2 separate regions of the Ovis aries genome follow, and region 1 is linked to region 2. Evidence: chromatin contacts called from public Hi-C data. All regions are on one chromosome and are shown on one strand. Each heading gives the region's core, a stretch centred on a gene start, on an enhancer-like site or on the middle of the called end of the contact. The rest is flanking DNA. Distances are from core to core; before and after follow the strand shown.

Region 1 (3,894 bases), core at 546-3,045, 82 kb before region 2:
AACCCAAATAGTTGATTTTAGAGTTTTAAAGAAGTCTCATAGGGGGAACATATTAAATGTGAGGATAACCATCAATTTGATTTTTCATACTCATCCTCTTCCTTATCACCTGGACTGACAAGTTGACTGCTTCACTTTATGTAAAGTTTTATTTCTTCTAAATTAAAAATAAATCTTCATGAACTTTGAACTGTAACAGGATGTGCAGTGCTGTGCTTTAGTCCCTGCTCTGTTCAGTCAGTAAAATTCCTGTACTTTTAAAACATCACTGACTGTCAGGCCGTCAGTGTTACTGCATGCTGCCATTTTGTTACCATTGTTTTGCGGCATCGTTGACTTGTGTGATCAGGTGTCCTTCACCGCATGAAGGAATGAAGCTGGCAACAGCCATTTTATAATGGTGTGTATAGATGTATAATGGGTAATCTACTCCATATCTTTCTATAAGATTTTCTCGCATCTTTTTTTTTATCATTCATGTTTAGAAGGCACCCAGGATGGCCCTTCAGGTTTCTTGATGTGTTTAAGAATGTGTGGCCACTGTTACTTGCTGGAACCAGCCCTGGAAAAGTTGAACTGGTGCCATATATTTCTTGCTACTGTTATGTCTGACTACAAAATGAAGGAAGTGCTAATAACACTTCCTACTTGTTTAGCACGTTTTCCTCCCCAGCTTTCCAAGGAGTTGGCCAATATCAGGCAGGATTCCCAGGCTGTGTTTCTGTTATTTTCTAATTCCTGTAACATAATATTGCCTAAGGCCTCCACTCATTATCTTTTTTCTTATGTTCTCCTAAAGTTTGGAAAGTAGTGTTTGCTATTATCATCCCCAGTTCTCAGATGCTAAGAATAAGGCACATTTTGGCTAAGTATTTGACCTGGGATTATATAGTAATCAGCTGCAGTGCCGAAAACAGAGCTTGGGATTCTTCCTCTACTTCATTTTATTACTGAGCAATAGTTCTTCTCCTTCTCAGATGTACATTCTTACAACAGAACCAAAGAAAATACATTTCCAGGTTCCAAAAATATTTCCCACATCTCTTCTTCAGTATTCGTTCCAATGTTAGGATTTATACTAGATTTATTGTCTGAAATTAAGTTTCAGCGCCAGTTGTAAACATGATCCATTCCCATATTATTCCTGATTTGACTGCTATCCCAGAAGGCACTGGATAGTTGAAGAAAGAGTGTAATGAATGCATCCCCTATTTTCTTTTTGCCCTTCTATATTTGATTTAATATAAGGTTGCTTTCTGCCAGGAAATTTCATGAATGGGCATATGTTAATAAGCCAGATTTTTTTTTTCTACTATAGTAATAAACTAAACAAAATATCTCCCTGAAGTGGATTTAGTTAGAGTGTGTTAATACTTGAGCGAGTACTTCCTGAACTTACAGGAGGAAGCAACTCCAACCACTCTGAAAATGAAGTTGTTCCTATAAAACTTAAGTTACTGCAGTCTGAATATATTTTGTGCTTTGAAGTATATCTTCCATAATTCTTTTTGTTAGTGAATGTTTGTAGAACTTGAGGGGGAATCTGTCAAAACTAGAAGAATTGACTGTTCCTGCTTTAAAAATGCTTAAAAAAAAAATCTAACTGAGGATAAAGTTTCTGAGAGTGGCAGCTTTTTTTTTTTCTTCCCTTTCAGAGTAACAAAAGTGAAAGTTGCATTTTGATCAGTTTTGCTCAGCCTCCTTAGTGACAACTCCAGGCGCAGAGCGTGTGCTCGTGCACACACACACAGCGGCCTCCTTGTTTTGGTGCCCCGCACGTGAACCGCTGCATGTCCACACAAGCCGCACATAAAGAGTCCATTCTTGCTCACACGCAGCCAAAGGAGGCTGGCCGCTGCCGTCTTCTGCTCAGTGGAAATTGGCAGCCTTTCTCCTCCCGTAAACAACAGCCTGACGTCACCCCATGCAGCAGTGATAGTGAACCCACTTTAGAGATTCTCGGTTGGCAAACCTGCCGAAGGCCTGTCACTGGCGCTGATCTTCATTCGCACCTGAATCAGTGCAGTGCAGAGAGATTCGTTCATGTCAGGAATACTAGCATAGCCCTTTAAAACAATTTGCGAAGTACATGACCTTGAATTTTCACATATAATCCTAATGAAAAACCTGTGTGATTGGCAGGAGAATTGCAGTTATTTCTATTTTAGAAATGAGCTAACTCATGTCCGGAGAATTTAAAAGTTAGGGGTAGAATGACTGAAATGTAGGCCTTCTAAACACTGTTTTGTCTCTCTTTTTACTATATTAAATAACTTCTTTAATAATTGTTAATTGTTCTGTTCTGTAACTTCCTCTCCCATCTAAAATGTGTGGGAAGATAATTTATGAGTTTTTTTTTCCCCAGTCAAGACATCTGTGCATTAAAATCAGATACAGTCTTGTTGCATTTGGGAACTCCCAGACATTACATTAACCCACTCCCTTGCCTCAGAGAGAGCCTTTCGAAAAATGTAGCATAAGTCTACACTCACCAGCCTAATTGGGAAGATTTATTAACAAGGTGATCCTGTTCTTCATTTGGCCTCTGAAAGCTATATAAAATCGTAATTCTTCTGTGTTGTTAACAGAAAGAGACAAAGCTGACATGAAGGGGCTGTTCTATTAGTTAGAAATCAGGATTTTATTGGGAAGGAGGAGAGAGTTGAGCTACTGGTTAAAATATAATGTGTTTGTTATATAAATAGTTGTCTTTCTCATGTGCCCACTTCTAGTTTATTTTCAGACAGTTACAAAAAGTGAAAAAGAACAGTGACCTTCCTGATTTATAGTTGCATATGTGGTTTGGGAATACTTGAGGCTGTAGATAACTCTTGGTTTTCTCTTTTTGACTCCGAGTAGGTTTTTCAATGTGACATTGAAGAGTAGGCAGAAGGGTGTTTAGATGTGAGTGGACTATTCACGGTAAATTAGTGGGACCTTAACTTCTCTACTGAATGCCCCAACTTGAGCCAGCTCCCCTCATTTTTACGTTTGTGTTTAGGGAATGAAAATTAATGTTGATTTTAGCTTACCCCTGACAGAAAATGCATTTAAATCCTATGTATTAAAAAAGAAAGTATAATTTTTTTAAAAACTGCTTTCTAAAACTGCATTTTGGTACATAGTAGGCACTCGAAAAGGGATTTTAAATGAAACTGTGATAATCAGAGATTAACTGTATTAGCAACCTCAGTAAGTCTAGCATCTTTATATAGTAGTTGACTAAACTATACCCAAGGAAAAAAGTGCATTTGGGGTGAAAGAAATGTATTTTATTGCATAACTTAAAATGAACCAAAGAGCTGTTTGTTTTGCTTTTTATTTCACTGAATGGAAAAAGTCGTTTTGCCTTTAAAAGACAGTGTGCTAGTTTTAAAAATTATAGCAGTTTGAAGGAATAGAGGGGTAGTACGTCAGATCTACTTTAACACAAGTCACTACCTTCTCAGCATCTTTTGCTTCCTTCTATCTGTGACAGTGAATAAGGAGCAAGTAACAGCTGCCAGTCAGAACCCCTCATTTCTGTTGGGGAGTGAAGTCTCAAAGTCTGGGGGTGCTGGGGGAGTGGAGTGGCCAGGGCAGTGAGTGGCCTCCGCAGTGAGGGCAGTGCCAACCAGTGCGGGGCAGGCACCAGTGTGGGACTTCCCCAGTGCTGCCCGTGGGGGATGCCCGTGCCCACTGGTTACAGGAAAGGCTGCAGGGGGTCTGCCCAACCCAGCTTTAAGTTAAAGAACTGATGCCTAAGTGTCCCAGGCTATCACTTAACAGCATGGAGTTTCTCATCTCTGCAAGCGGCTGTTTGTAATTGTAAACACATAGTAGTAAGGGCAGAGGACAGATGTTAGGTAAGTGAAGTCAGGGGGAGAGCCAAGCTGGCCTTTGATTTTAACTCTT
Region 2 (3,663 bases), core at 907-3,406:
AATAGCATCATAATTTTTAATGTCTATAATAATATTTATAAAAATAATATTATAATGGTTCATATTTACCAAGTTTCCTGTGGAAAGATTGGTGATAATAGTTCGTCTCTTATGAACATACAATACCATAGAACTTCAATACCTCAAACAGTGGTGTAATTTGTAATTTCCATAGGGAGAATTCCAGCAAGTTATATAATCAACTTGCTTCATGATCTCTCTAAGGTTACCAGTGTTTTACAATTTAACGGCTCCTCCCCAATATTCTTTATGAAGTTTTCCCAAAAAACTGCCAGAAGCCATTTCTGTTCAGTGTGGAGGCAATTTCCTGTTATTACAAAGCAATTGGATTGTTGAAGGCTTTTCTATCCTAGTAAAATTCCTACTGCTAACCTTGATACTCATTGTGTGGTTGGAGATCACTTTAGGACCCCCACTGGAAATTCTGAACTACTGGATTCTCCCAGTCCACATCTTATGACTCAGGTTGTATGTTTGTTGTGTGTGTTCTTGCTTCAGGAATCCTCCAGGGATTTTAGTCATGGATTTTGAAACATCAGTGTTACTTATATACAGACAACAACCTTTTCTTTATACAATATTTCCAGATTTTGAACCATAGCATAATATAGTGTGGTCTTGGCAGGGCTCTTGGCTTGCCAAGCAGTGTCCTATGGAGACCTGAATTAGGGAACAGTCTTGGAAATGTGTATACTTTGAGATCTGTAGATAGAAATTGTGGTGAATAATCAGAATTCAGGAGTGCCTGTTGCTCTCCTGCGCCCCCTTGTGGTTAGATGTGATACTCTCAAAGCTCAAGAGGAGCTCCAACTTGCAGTGGGCATGCTTGTTTACAAAGAGCATTTATAGCGTTTTCTGAGTAAAATAGCCTATCAAGTTAATATCATAGTTCTCACTGAGGGTGTAAATAGTTCATTGTGTTTGTTTGACTTTTTCTAAATTTGTAGAATTTAAAAAATATGTATTGATGTGTGTGTACATGTTTTACCTTTTTCTTATGGAAAATTCCAAACACACTCAAAAATAGAGAGAGTACAGTGCATCCCCTTGTGCTCATCATTGGGCTTTAACAGTCATCAATATTTTGTCAGTCTTGTTTCATCTTCATGGTCTTTTTTTTTCTAGAGTATTTTAAAGCCTATTCCAGGCTTAGAATCTTTTTTTTTTTTTTTTTTTGCTTATCTTAAATTTAGAAACTGTATAATTCGGCTCAGTCTTTTGCTTTAGGTGTGCAGTGCTTTTAGTCAAAATTGTTACGTAAACTAAGGATTGTAAACATCCTCAGTATCTTTGGAAGGTGACTGATGTCCCTAGCTTCCTAAGAGTTAGGTCTGAAACCTAAAGTTCCCAGCTGGCTGAGGAACCAGTAAGACAGGATATTAGAAATATTTTCTATTACTTAACAGTTACAGTCTAAAAAACCTGTTTCTTTACAATGTTTATTAACAAGGCCATAATTTATTCCTAAGAAATATTCACTTGAAATATTATCTCGCAGGATTTGTTTGCTAAATGCAGTTATCAACATTTGAGAATGTCCTTTTCTTTTTCCAAGAGGAAAGGTTATGTTTGACAAACCAGTCAGAAACCGTCTGCAATTTCATAGAAGTAGATAAAAGTCCTAGGAGGGAAGGCAAGAGTTTCTTACATCCCCAAACAGTAAAAGCTGTTGACTTCGAGGTTGACTTCCTGGCCGAATTTCGGTTTGTCTCCAGGCTTTAAGACGCTGTCGAGAAAGCCCGGGGATTGTTCGCTGCGGGACCCGTCCGACTGGAGTCTGATCGCGGATGCGCGGCCGCGCGCTACCCGCGGCAGAGAGCGCCGCCAGGAGAGCCCGGGGAGGCGCCTCCGCAAACAGTGGTGTCGGGTTACAGCCTCGGAGCCGCGCCGAGCGCGCCTAACTGGCTAGATCTAGTGACTGGCTTCATAATTACATTGCTGATTTGTTAGGGAAGGCTTTGTCTTACTTAGCAATTAGCATGGATGTTACTGCAGGGACCTCATCCTGGATGAGCTTGGGCTTAAAAAAAGAAAAAGAAAAAAGAAAACTTCCCCGATAGGGGCAGCTTTAGGGGTTCAGTTACTCACCCTCCCTTGTCTTCTGGGAGTAAACACGCAGAGGCTTTCTCCCTGTTGGAATTTTGCCCGTGTTTCTGCCATTCCCGGAGGCCGGAAGCAGTCGCTTTGGGGTCTGCAGGCAGCCTCGGGGAGTGCTGACCCCCGCATGGCCTCCCGGAGGCTCACCCCCAGGAACTGGGGAACTGCACGGGTCACAGTGCATGGAACACCCCCGCTGGCAGATCCTTGCAGGCACCCCACTTTCTTTTTAAAATTAATTTATTTTAATTGGAGGATAATTACAATATTGTGATGCTTTTTGCCATACATCAACATGAATCAACCATGGGTATACATATGTGTTCCCCCCATCCTGAACCCCCTCTCCCACTTCCCTACCCACTATCCCTCTAGGTTGTCCCAGAGCACTGGCTTTGGGAGTACCCCACTTTCTGTCAGCTCTCTCCCAGATCTGCCAGCATCCCCCCGCCCATGTCCCTTCAGGGTGTCCTAAGTCGTGTCCCCCAACCCCCACCCCGTGGCTTCTGCTGTTACCTGGGGGAGGAAGGATGTCAAAAGCATAGCCATTATCAGATTCCTGAATGTTGGATGTTTATTAAGGTGTAATATTTTAGCAGTATAGAAAGTTGTCTAAGGGAACCTGGCTTCCCCTGTGGAACAAGGAGGGGGCCTCTCCTTCCTGCCCGGGAGGTGCTGTGTGACCAGCTGACAAAAGAGCTCTTCCCAGAGTTCGCCGGAGGCTGGTGGCAGGCGTCCTGGTCAGGAGCAGGGGCTCTCCACTTGGACCACCTCAAGAGCAGGACCCAAAGCATACCCTGAGGCAGGCGTCAGAGGGGAGAGATGAGAATATTCTGTGTTTCAGAAGTTGTCTCACCGGCATTTGTAGCCAGCCTCTCTCCTGCTCTGGAGAGACTGTCAGCCCACTCAGTAGTTTTGCCAGGGGCAACTTCTTTCTTCTTCCACTGCCCCCGAAAGAAACTGAAAGTGTGCGCGTGTTTCCATTTACAGGACTTTAACTTTGGGTTTGGCGGCTCAGGATGTCTGAATGAGGAAATAGCTTCTGCTAGCCTGCTTGAAGACACTCGTCACACATCATAGCTTCTTTTTTCTTCAAACTGGGTAGCTCTGTGAGGGAAAGTTATCATTCTGAGTCATTAGCGTTACTGTGAACGCCTCGTTTTTATGGTTTTTAGTGTTAGCATGGGCACTGCTGGACCCTTCAGCAGCCCGTAGTCACCAGCAGTCACACAGGACGGTGTGGTTGGGGAGACCCGGGACTGAGCCTTTCACTTGAGAGCTGTTAACTAGTGACACAGGCATAGCAGGCCAGCGGCTCATCGAACAGCAGACGCCAGCCTCTTCAGCCTGGTGAGGACGTAGAGTGAGACACGCTCCCGGGGAGCCCAGGGCCCCACTAGGAACTACCCTCCCCTGATGGCAGACACCAGGACTGAGCTGTGCCCTGTAAACTGACTGTTGAGACATGTCACTTACTCGTGAAGCCCGCTACACTCCTGAGAAAGGAACACCCTGGCTTTCTACTTGTCACTTACTGGTCCAAAA

What was found. Hi-C and Micro-C count contacts between places; a contact is called where the count stands out from the background.
Region 1: a contact with region 2 is called in a Hi-C map of muscle, with 2.4 times the contacts expected there. The contact joins two enhancer-like sites. A contact is called at or near these places in 11 of 16 Hi-C or Micro-C datasets (blood, hypothalamus, liver and 6 more).

What each region holds. Positions count from the first base shown.
Region 1 is chr3:43,584,451-43,588,344 of ARS-UI_Ramb_v3.0, forward strand. The region is part of intron 1 of SERTAD2 (SERTA domain containing 2); the gene reads left to right. Among named protein-coding and RNA genes, the nearest start is that of SERTAD2, 17 kb to the left of the region's middle. Within about 2 kb of position 1,796, at least 21 of the 54 cell types and tissues checked have an H3K27ac peak or open chromatin away from gene starts, as enhancers often do. A contact at or near this core is called in hypothalamus and liver, where this site is marked.
Region 2 is chr3:43,665,830-43,669,492 of ARS-UI_Ramb_v3.0, forward strand. The region is part of intron 1 of SERTAD2 (SERTA domain containing 2); the gene reads left to right. Among named protein-coding and RNA genes, the nearest start is that of SERTAD2, 99 kb to the left of the region's middle. Within about 2 kb of position 2,157, at least 45 of the 54 cell types and tissues checked have an H3K27ac peak or open chromatin away from gene starts, as enhancers often do. A contact at or near this core is called in hypothalamus and liver, where this site is marked.